Regions from separate parts of the Mus musculus genome. Here all the other regions are linked to region 1. A link is a contact called in public HiChIP or PLAC-seq and promoter capture Hi-C data. All regions are on one chromosome and are shown on one strand. Each heading gives the region's core, a stretch centred on a gene start, on an enhancer-like site or on the middle of the called end of the contact. The rest is flanking DNA. Distances are from core to core; before and after follow the strand shown. Region 1 holds the start of Ndufb1 (NADH:ubiquinone oxidoreductase subunit B1). Region 2 holds the start of Nrde2 (nrde-2 necessary for RNA interference, domain containing). Region 3 holds the start of Rps6ka5 (ribosomal protein S6 kinase, polypeptide 5). Region 4 holds the start of Ttc7b (tetratricopeptide repeat domain 7B).

Region 1 (2,700 bases), core at 2-2,501:
TATACTCCTCACCACAGACTGCAGATTTAAGTAACCATGTCTCAAGATTGGGGCTTTTTTTTTTTTTCAGATGAAGAAATCCAAATTTAGTTGTGGCAAAGTAACTTGCTTTAAGTATAGGGTAAAGAGTCAGGATTAGCATAGTCCCCAGACAATCTGTATCCTGATCAGGCTTAAGCTCTTTTGTTCTACTCTCTCTCCTGTGTACGGAGGTAAACAGTTAAATAACTCCTCCTCTCTTTTCTTCTTTGCAGAGCCTCTCTCTCTCTCTCTCTCTCTCTCTCTCTCTCTCTCTCTCTCTCTCTCCATGTGTGTGTGTGTGAGACTTTTTAAAAACAAAAAACAACTAACCCCACATCCCACATATTTCTTAATATTTTTCTCTAACACAAGGTATTTCCCTTAAATACCACCTGCCTCTGCTTTCCAAGTGCTGGGATTAAAGTTTCTTTCCCTTTTCAAGAATAACAGACACTGCTGTGAGTCTTATTTTGCTGAGTCTTCTATCTGGATTCATGCTGGAAACATGTAGACTTTTTTTGTTGTTTTGTTTTTCAAGACAGGGGTTCTCTTTAAAGCCCTGGCTGCCCTGGAACTCACTCTGTAGACCAGCCTGGCCTTGAACTCAGAAATCCACCTGCCTCTGCTTTCCAAGTGCTGGGATTAAAGGCATGCGCCACCACCACTGCAGGCACATGTAGACTTTTTAAGAGATAATACCTTGTGTTGGACTGGACCCCACAGTTCTTTATAATTATTACAAAGTGTCACCTAAGATATGGAATGGATGGAGCAAAACCGAAACCGTTGAGATCATAACACGGACTGGAAACCAAGCAGAAAGCCTTGTTTTTAAAAGGCAAATGGCTACGTGCGGGTTTCACAATCAGGAGAGTTGGACGAGGAGACAGACGCCTGGGCGACCGCGCCCCGCTTCTGGATAGGAGCTGCATTCCCTATTGTGGGCTCAAGAGTCGGATCCTTGAGAACCCTTCCGAGTCCCCCGAGAGCCAGGCCATCAGATCGTCCCCAGAGCAGTCTTTGTAAAAGGCGTGGGGCGGGCAGCGCGCAGGGGTCACCGAAGGCGACCCTGTTTCCCCTCCATGCGAGCGTTCCCCAGAACCCTCCCGCCCGCATCACCACCACGGGTGGCGCCGGGGTCCCCAGACCCACCTTCAGCCTGGTGACAAGGCGACCAAGGACAGCCGCAGGGAGCTAGGCCACTGGCGCCGGCGGAAGCCGTGACCTAAGGAGCTGCCACTCGCCGCGCCAGCCCTGATGAGAGGGGGTGGCGTCGGCAAACCGGCGCTTCTCTCTCCCTTCTCACGCGCGAATCCCGTACATCTTAAGCTGTGAATGATCGCGACACGTTTTGAATAAGACGTGGATCCAGGCTGACAAGGTTTGCGAGCTTTTGCGCTGTCCTCTTCCCTGACCCGGTTCGTCACCACCCCTACAGATGGTGTCGCCCGGGTCGTCCCCGCCTCAGCCGCTCTGCTCAGGCCCAAGATGGCGGCCACCACACAGGGGCTCCTGCCGGCTGCTCTCCGCCGCTGAGCGCGCGCTAGCTCTGCTCGCTCTCCGACCTGCGTTCCACTAGGGGTTGGGAAGGGCGGCGGACGGTGCCGGGGGGAGATTGGCCTGGCAGGTGAGGACGGGAGACGGAAAGGAGCCTTCGGGTTGGGAGGAGGCCCTCAAGGGGATGGGTTCCCGCGTCGGCCCGGTGTCGCCCGGACGCGCTCCCGCGGTTTCGGTTGTGACAGTCTCCGTGGTTCCTGGAACAAGCGTTCCGCAAGGGGGAAGAGAAGTGACTTTTCCCCGGGCTGAAACCTCGGGGTGTTGGGGCGCGCCTATGCTTCCTCCTTGCCCTCCCTCCTGTCTAGTTCCTCTGAGCTTTCATCAGCTGGAGCTAAAAGTTAATCCGCGTCCAGCCTGGGCTCTTTCCCCTTGTACCGCCGTACTCCCCAAGCCTCCCCATCTCTGCCTTTCCCATCTTGGGCTCAGAGAACACGAGGCCAGCAGGTGCCTTCGTAGCTCCTTAATTCCAAAGACCCTTGAGAGGCTCATGCCACGCCTTGATAGAATTAACTTCTCTCGGCGCTACCACAATCACCACGTTTCCCAAGATCCCATTCCTAGTTTCCTTGCTTACGTACTTTTCAGGAAACCAGAAGTCAGGCCATATCCAGCCCCAGTACTCTGGCCCCTGTGACAAGGAGAACTTAAGCATCATCTATGCCTACTTTTCTACCCTTTAATTTTACGATTCCTTTGCCCCTTTCAAAGCCTTTCTTTACCTGAACGATTAAAGAGAGACTTCTCCCACTGTGAGCCCCAGGACTAGTCCAGATCCGTCTTTGCGTATTTCTCATTAGTTGACCTCAGCGTGAACGATCATTCTTGAGAAAGCAAGTATCTGGTATATATTCGAGATGAAGCAGAGGTAGTCGAAGTCACTGCCCTGGGGGAATTCCCGATATGGTGGGTTCAGTGCGTTCAGCACATTTATTTCTATTGCTTCGAGCACTGTGCTTGGTTTGGGAGATGCAAAGATGATCGCTTTTGGACACAATCATCATCCCTTGGCAAACACTCCTCCTGCCTCCTTTGTGCTAAGTAATGAAGCTTTACCTGGGGACAATGAAAAGCTTGCACCTGAGCCAGATCAAGAGGAATTTGCTAAGCCTGGGAGAACAAAGT
Region 2 (2,700 bases), core at 70-2,569, 1.8 Mb before region 1:
CCTTTCCTCAAGGGAGGCTCCATTCTCTGTGATAACTCCAGCTTGTGTCAAGTTGACACACAAAACCAGCCAGTACACCCCCTCTCTCAGAGAGAGAGAGAGAGAGAAGACAGAGAGAAAAGGAAGACAGAGAGAAAGAAGAGAGAGAAAGGAGAGAGAGAGAGAATTCTGACTTCTTTTGGATCCCTATAAGCAAACCAACCGTAAAGAAAGCTGAACAGTAACTCATAGTTAAATAATATATAGTTAATTTTCTTAACTATATTTTGTTTTGGTTTGGTCTTTTTTGAGATTAGGGTCTCTCTATGTTGTGGCCCAGGCTGTCCAAGAATTCACTACGTAGATCAAGCTGAGCTTGAATTCAGAGATCCACCTGCCTCTGCCTCCCAAGTGCTGAAATTAATGGTGTATGCCACCACTGCCAGCCCTTCAACTTGACCGTACACTTTCAGTATTAGATGTATTTTCTGCATTTACCTGCCATGGTTAACTTCATTATAGCTGACACTTGTCTTAGCATTTAAAATACGCACCCAGTTCTCTAATCCCATGCTTCTCTTCCACAGCCCCTTGAAGGTCCCTGAATTCTTATCTATACAAATCATATCCTCTTGAAGACCATTCCAAAATTCTGAACGTTTCATTTTTATGGTTGACTGTGGCTCATCTATGACATTTGTAGCATACTACCTTATACTGATTTGTTGCTGTTGTTACTTAGTTTCGTTCATGCAACAGGTTGCATTATCAATCCTGACACACTTATTGAATACGTCTATATTTTGGGCCTGTGTTTCTAATAAGTGTGCTACAATGAATAGACAGTCTCGGAATTTGTTGACGGTTACAATTTAGTAAGGAAAAATCAGAATTACGCCAACCACAATTGCAAGTATTTTAAGAGGGTTTCTTTTGCAATGGAGTTGTATCATTGCAGCTTCTAGGAGAATGAAGTCCAAAAATACGGTAATGTTAGCGCCAGACATCATCGTAGGCTTAGTTTCCCCTCCGCTTACTTGACCACCGTAGCGCCTGAAAGAGCCTCTGGCCCTACACTTCAGACAAGACCCAGAAGGCTTTGCAGCGCCGCGGAGAACTCTGGGATACAGGTGGATAAACAAAGCAAAGAAAAAAGGCCATGACCCAGGCCCGAAAATCTGCCATTAATTTAATGGATGTCTTTTTCGACTCTTTTGGGGTGCTTACCTTTCCTGAATGCCCCATCACCGGAGGCCTCACTTACGTCCGCAAAAGCCGGGAACAGCGCCATGATCACAGGCCGCACTACCACTCCTGCCTCAGAAATGGCGCCGTCTGGAGAGCTCTGGTTGGAGGACGGTGACTCGCGAGGCACTCTGGGAAATGTAGTTCTTCCTGCACTCTTTAAGGCTTAACTCCTGGGCAAGGCGGTGCGGAGACCCAAAGGGTAGAGAGGGGAGGAGGGAAGAGGGTGAGATTGAGGAAGAACAGTTTCCTTGTAGTTAGTGCCCTCCGGCTTCACTGAACAATGGACAAGCAGGAACCGGAAGAGGAAGTTGGGAGGGGGGAAGGTGTGGAAACTGGAATTCAGCTCCTCTGGTAAAAGCACATTGCCTCCTTTAAACTGGATCAAAGTAATCAAATTCTGTAAGATTCATTTTCCTCCTCTGCAAGATTGTGTGTGTGAGTGTATGTATACGTACACATATACATGTACAAATTGCAATTGTTTCACCCATAAGAAGCATTTAAAAGGTGGCTTTAAACTGGGTGTGGGGGCAAACCCCTTTTAAGTCCCAACACTCAGTGGTAGAGGCAAGTGGATCTCTGTGAGTTCGACACCAGCTGGTCTACATAGTAATTTCCATGAGAGTCAGAACTGTATAGAGACGATGTCTCAAAAAAAGCCAATAAAAAGAAAGAAAAGAAATGAAAAATTAGCTTCTATGTGAGATGTGACAAGTTCCACGGCAAAATGTAAGTGATCCAAATATAAGTTGTCATTTTAAATACCCTAGGAATACAGAAGAGTACAAAGTCCCAATAAGATAAAGGTCTTTGACAATAAATGCATATACTTACCTATAAAGTATTTTTGAGATTCCCCTACCAAAAAAAAAAAAAAGGTTGGGTGCAGGAGCCAATGAAATGGCTTAAATAATAAAGGTACTACCAAGCAAGCATGGATACCTGAGTTTCATCCAGGCTCCACAAAGTTGTCTTCTGACCTCCAAGTGCACAGGGCACCACAATAAAATAAAGTTTAGAAAAAAAAAAAAGCTAAACCCAGAGATGTGACTAATCATCTAAACAAAGGAATGGATGGAAACCTATCCAAGCAGCTCCGTGTACCATGTAAACTGTGTGTACCATGTAAACTGTGTGTGTCCAAAATAAATGTCCAAGTTTTCAGGTCCCTAAAAGTACTTGGAAAAAGGAGGCCAGTAGAATCCACTTGTCTTCAACTGTAAATCTCAAGTTCCGCCAAACCTGACAGGAAGTTATCTCAGTTGATTAAATCAATATCTGCATCAGGGCACGATGATGCTCACCTTTAATCTCAGCACTCTGGAGTCAGAGGCACTGGCACTCACTCTGTGAGTTTGAGGCCAGTCTGATCAACAAAGCAAGTTTCAGGACAGCCAGGGCTACACTGAGAAATCCTGTCTGTCTTAGTTAGGGTTTTACTGCTTTGAACAGACACCATGACCAAAGCAAGTC
Region 3 (2,700 bases), core at 163-2,662, 1.3 Mb before region 1:
TGAATTTACATCTTATACTAAGTCATAAGACTGGCACCAAAGATACTAATGGGCAATCAAGAATTGTGGGTTGTAGTTAACTTTATCCATCTGTTTCAATCTGTTCCAAACAGCAGCAAGGTGGACCCGCTTTCTACCTGAAACCTGCCATTTGCCATTTGTGTCTACTTAATATAATGTGCCAAAGACTTAAGTGTCAAAAATCTTAAAACCACTGACACTAATAACTATCGATCCACTCTAACACATTCTCCATGCAGAAATGATAGTGTAAGGGGAGACCTGACTCCATGGGGCTGGGGAGACCCAAACTTTACCAATTGGTCCAGATAAGAATTTTCCAAAACAAACCCCGGAATTACACAATGAAAAAGCAAAAGTAAAAAGCTTAGCACACGGAGCTTTACTGATCTCCAGCACAGGGGATGCAAGCACTTAAGTCGCCTAGTGAAGCCTTTCACCCAAAACTTTACATTTATAGAGGCTGCTTGCCAAAAGACCTGGCAAATTTCAGAGAGTATAGTACTTCACGATAACTCTGAGAGAAAGGACTTAATTCCAGAGGACCACGAAGCCTTTTTCCTTCACCAGAGACTAACCGAGAACCAATACCCCTCTCGCAGGATCGCTGTCCCTTAGGGATGGTACAGACATACATACACACACAAACACACACACTCCCCTCACACCTGAACCATCCCAGGCAGAGGTGCAGGGTAAAGTGAGTTCAAGCTTCAAGCTCCATCACACACAGCTCCACACAGCTCACCTCTTGAGGGAAAGAGTACCTTTCCCTCGAGACAGCGTGTAGTGACAGATATGTCACCTATGCAGGAAAGGGGGCATAAAGGCATCTTCCCAGGCTGGGTCGGAAACTGGGGGCCCAGCAGGAGCAAACTTTCCTCTCCGTGCCCAGAGCCTCCCAGGACCCCCGGACTATTCCCCGCCCGCGAAGCCCCGCCCCGGGCCCGTCCCCCCCAGCCCGCGCCCCTTTTGGCCTGTGCGCGCACCCATGCCGGCTCTCAGGCGCGCCTCCGCGGCTGGCCCGGCCAGCAGAGGGCGGGGTCGCTCACCGGTCCGCAGCTCGTGCTTGACAGTAAGGAGCTGCTCGCCGCCGTCGCCGCTGTCCCCGCTGGTGCCCGCGCCGCCGCTGCCGCCGCCCTCCCCCTCCATCTTCACCCTCTTTCCGATCGCGCGGGTCGCTCTTAGGGGAACCTGATGGGACAGCAGACGCCCCGTCTCTCCACAGCTCCAGGAGCCGAGCTGCCGCAGCGCCACAACTCCGACACTGAGGCGAGTCTCTTTCCCGCTCTGGCCGTGCAGCTCCTCCGCCTCCTCCCCTCAGCGGGCACCGCTAGTACGGCACAACCCCGCGCCCTGCGCCTCCACCTCCTCCTCCAGGCCGCTCCTCCCACAGCCAGCCCAGGAGACAGCCCTGAGCCACCAGCGCTATTGGGCGCAGCGCGCGCGCGTCTGCCAGCGCCCGTTCCCATTGGGCGGCTAGTCCTGACGTTTCAGGAGCCGCCCCGCCCCGCTGCTCGAATTGTTGTTGCTTGGCGGGGAGGCAGGAGAGGGAGGAGCGCGAACGCTCCGATTGGCAAGACCCACGGAATGCCCCACCTACTCGCTTTGGTGCGCACGCGCAGGCAGGCCTTCCCTCTCCTGACCTCCCCAGAATGGTCACACCCCTTATTCCCAGCTTCGATCTGTTAGTAAACAGTATCTAGTAGTCAGGAGGCGCTCCGGACCTCTGATTGGCTACTGCGGAAAGAGGCGGGGAAAGACGATTGGACCGCTTGGTCCGCCAATCACAGTGGACAAAGGAGGGTCCTGGAGGGAAGCACTTGTCACCCACGTGTTTGCGCTCGCGCGCGTCTGAGGGTCCTAGGGAACGGCCCACAAATGTGTGACTGTCTGGAAGATGGCATGTCTTCGAATGATACTATTCTCTGTAGCACTAAATAAATTAAATGAATTTTGTGTTTAAATACAGGTAGGAGCCGGCAAGATGGTTCCGTGGGTAAAAGTGCTTGCGGCCAGACGTGGACAACCACAGTGCAGTTCCCATATAATGAAAAAGAACTAACATGTTGACCTCCGACCTCCACACAAGCTTTAATTAAGGGCATGTATCGCTCACACAAGGCAAAACTAAATTACGTTTAAAAATTAAATACAGGTAGCTCCTATACACAAAAAGTCAAGGTTCTGGCTCCGGATGAGAAATCTGAAATAATAACTTGTGGAGGTGGGGAGTGTAGCTCAGCCTAGCCTTGACCCCCTGGTACGTCTAGCACCACCTCCCAGTGCTGGAATTCGCAGTATGTGCCACCATGCCTTGCTTATGACATGCGGGAGATTGAACTCTCCAGCTTTATGAATGCTAGGCGAGCAGTCTACCAGTTAAACTACATCCTCATCCCAATTTTTCATGTTTAAGAAACTCAAAGAGTGTGGTGAATCATAAAATAAGATTCAATTTCTGCTCCTGAAAAGCTATTAACGGAACTCGAGAGATGGGCAACTTGTATACAGGCACAGGAAACTATAAAGAATTTAAACAAAACTGTGAACCAGTATTAAGCATTAGAGAATGGCACAGATGGCAACGATTATTCTCAAGGCTTTTAGGGCAAGGAGAAAATCTGGATAGCCAATTTAAAGGGCAAGTAAGACAAAACTGGAGACATTTCACACAGA
Region 4 (2,700 bases), core at 187-2,686, 1.5 Mb before region 1:
TTGAGGCTAGCCTAAGCTATAAGGTAAGTTTGAAAGATATATAGAGAAACCTGGTTTGGTTTGGTTTTGTTAAGTTTTCATTTCCAGGCGCTATTTTCATAAAATCACAAACAACCACCAACCTTAAAGAGGCTATGAGATTTCCCTGTCCGTTTCTGGGTAGTTCGGGGTGAAGGTTGAAAAGAGTACACATGTCCTTCCTTGAATGAGCAGTGTCAGTCCTTCATTCATTCCCTCTGTGATTTGTCTGTCCCACGCCTGCTCAGACAGTCTTGGGAAGCCAGAGGTGAAGGAGGACAAAATCCTCTGCCCTCTCTGCCCAGGCTCCAAGTGCCTGCCTGTGGTTTTGGCGCGTACGAAAAGACAAGCAAATATTAACCATACTTGCTTCCAAAACAAATAAGGCCACGTGGAGTCTCGCTCTGGAATGTGATTTTGGCTGCAGTTTTGGTTTGATGGGTTGGAAGAACCAATTCAGCAAATGGGGTCATTGGCCAAGTCCAGCCGCCAGGTTTCCCAAGTCAGATCCTGGTTCCTGGGCGCACCAGGCCCCTCATCCAATCAGCTCCATTTCCCTCATTGTTAATACAGTCTCATCTTCCTGCCCAGTAACCTTCTCCCAGACTCCCTGACTCTGTTTCCCTTGTACTCTCCACCCTATCCTCTCTGGGTCTGCAGATTTGACACCCAACTGTCTTGACCTCAAGACACAAATCCCAACCTGCCAATGCCACCCCTGACACCCTCCAAGTCTGAGCTCCCTCCTGGGGCCCTTGATTACCATATGTTCACAACATCTCCATCACAGGACCCCTGAGCACACCACACACACTCTGGTGGTCCCCAGATGCCCACAGGTATGTCCCGGGGGGCTCCATACACACACAAACGCACACACACACACAAGCTCCAACTTCTTGGAAGCCCGGGGCTGGCCTCCGGTCTCTGGGGTCGGTGAACCTCTCCAGCCTGCACGTCAGGACTCCAAGGCTCCGACAGGCACAGCCCGCCCGCCCAGCCGCACGCCGCGTGACCGGAGGACCCCGCGTTCCCCAAGGGCCTGGCCCGCGCACACCGCGCGGCCTGCGCCTCGCCGCCCGGCCGCGCCCCTGCTCGCGCCCGGAGCCTCAGGCCTAGCCCCGGAGGCCGCGGCGGTCCCGCAAGCCCCGGTGCGTCCGCGCGTACCGTTGGCGATGAGCTTGGCCGACAGCTGCTTGACGAGCTCGGGGATCCGCTCCCATTGGCACTCGGAGCGGCAGCGCTCGATCTCCGTCTCCAGCCGCGAGCCCGCCTTCCTGGTCGCCATGGCCGCCCTGGCCGGCCCGGCGCGCGCCCGCAGGCCCCGCAGGCCCCGCCGCCGCCGGGCCCCGCGCCGCCTCCCGCTGCGGCCGCGGGCTCCGGCTCCGGCTCCCGGCTCGGCGGCGTAACGGGAACGCCGGCCGGGGAAGGGGCGGGGAGCGGGCGGCGGCGGGCGCGGCGGGGCCCCGGGCGCCGCGAGGAGCGGCCCCTGCCGGCCAGGGCCGGAGCCGCAGCGGGCCGGGGCGGAGGCCGGACAGCAATGAGGAGCGCGGGACGGTGCTCAGGAGCGAACCTGGAGCGGTGAGGGGTCAAGCCAGGGCAGCCACCCCGAGGATGCTCTGGGGCTCCAAAGGCCGGGGTTTCTAGTGCGAGAGGGCGTGAAGGGCGAGCCTGCCTCGGCTGGCCCTGCCATCGCAGGTTGCTTGTGCTGGCCTGCGCCCCTCCTCAGGCTCCCCTCTGCCCCAGGTAGCCTCCGTCCCCATCATGTGGCCAGAAGCAGTGGAGATTCATGCTCCTCCAGAACCTGCCCGAAGTTCCTTAAGTGTGTGTTGGAAGAAAGTGAGGGAGGACGTGTGTGTGTGTGTGTGTGTGTGTGTGTGTGTGTGTGTGTGTGTGTAGCTGCAAGCCCAGATGCCAGCTCCCTTGCCCTCTGAGGAGAATACCAACTCATAAGTGGCATTTCCAGGCCTTGACCTTGTAACTGAGAGCAGGGGCAGGTGTCTAAGCTGAACATTATTTCACTTGTGTAATTTATTCAGTAACTATAGAGTCAGAGGTCACCCACACAGAGCTAGGTAGTGTTTTAGGGCTGTGGAAACGGAACGAAGTGGGTACAACTTTGCTTCAAAGTGGGTATAAAGTTCATAGCCCATTCATGGAAATGAATTAATTAAGCAAAATAAAGTAGCAAATTAGGTTATGGGTTGGTTAAGGATGGTGTTGAAGTGATATTTGACAGTTTTAAAGATGAGAGTCGGGGGGATATGGGAGGTGGGGAGGGCAGATCATTACAGGCAGAGCAAAGGCCTCGGCTTTACTATATTTGGTGAGTTAGAAAAAGGCCAGAGTGGCTGGGGTGGAATGAAGGCAAGGAGCTGAGCAGATGATGTCAGGAGGGTGGGGGTTAGTCCATGCCCGGCCTTCTGGATCATTAGAAAGACTGTCTTTCTTCTTGGTGAGATAGGGAGCCTGCATGTTAGTCAGGCATGCAATGGCAAGGCCTGCAAGTATGGACATGACCAGTATTTGGGAAAGTTGGTCAGGGAATGTGGCTTCAGGGGCAGTGGGGGTGTTGGACTCTGCAATACTGCCTCTGAGGATGGAGCTGTCATCTGGGCAGTACCCTGTCACCAGGTTCATCCTCTTTGGGTGTGTCTCCTCCAGCTTTCCAAAGCTATCAAG

What was found. Promoter capture Hi-C pulls out the DNA fragments that hold promoters and counts their contacts. HiChIP or PLAC-seq counts read pairs in DNA pulled down with a chosen protein or histone mark.
Region 2: a contact with region 1 is called in an H3K4me3 HiChIP or PLAC-seq map of pro-B cells, with 4 times the contacts expected there. The contact joins the promoter of Nrde2 here to the promoter of Ndufb1 in region 1. A contact is called at or near these places in 2 of 39 promoter capture datasets (both in liver) and 1 of 115 datasets of contacts at active chromatin or transcription factors (pro-B cells).
Region 3: a contact with region 1 is called in a promoter capture Hi-C map of liver, with 4 times the contacts expected there. The contact joins the promoter of Rps6ka5 here to the promoter of Ndufb1 in region 1. A contact is called at or near these places in 9 of 39 promoter capture datasets (the 3T3-L1 cell line, the C10 cell line, fetal liver and 5 more), 1 of 484 Hi-C or Micro-C datasets (embryonic stem cells) and 2 of 115 datasets of contacts at active chromatin or transcription factors (embryonic stem cells and fibro-adipogenic progenitors).
Region 4: a contact with region 1 is called in an H3K4me3 HiChIP or PLAC-seq map of embryonic stem cells, with 7 read pairs. The contact joins the promoter of Ttc7b here to the promoter of Ndufb1 in region 1. A contact is called at or near these places in 2 of 39 promoter capture datasets (both in liver), 2 of 115 datasets of contacts at active chromatin or transcription factors (embryonic stem cells and stem cell-derived neural progenitor cells) and 1 of 9 other capture datasets (liver).

Annotation. Positions count from the first base shown.
Region 1 is chr12:101,974,487-101,977,186 of GRCm38.p6, forward strand. Ndufb1 (NADH:ubiquinone oxidoreductase subunit B1) reads right to left here and starts at 1,252. Exons shown (of 3, transcript NM_001378525.1): 1 at 1,174-1,252. Cpsf2 (cleavage and polyadenylation specific factor 2) reads left to right here and starts at 1,488. Exons shown (of 15, transcript NM_016856.3): 1 at 1,488-1,648.
Region 2 is chr12:100,158,334-100,161,033 of GRCm38.p6, forward strand. It overlaps Nrde2 (nrde-2 necessary for RNA interference, domain containing), which reads right to left and starts at 1,320. Exons shown (of 14, transcript NM_001290303.1): 1 at 1,207-1,320. The coding sequence starts at 1,270.
Region 3 is chr12:100,723,708-100,726,407 of GRCm38.p6, forward strand. It overlaps Rps6ka5 (ribosomal protein S6 kinase, polypeptide 5), which reads right to left and starts at 1,413. Exons shown (of 17, transcript NM_001330702.1): 1 at 1,074-1,413. The coding sequence starts at 1,173.
Region 4 is chr12:100,519,386-100,522,085 of GRCm38.p6, forward strand. It overlaps Ttc7b (tetratricopeptide repeat domain 7B), which reads right to left and starts at 1,437. Exons shown (of 20, transcript NM_001033213.1): 1 at 1,186-1,437. The coding sequence starts at 1,306.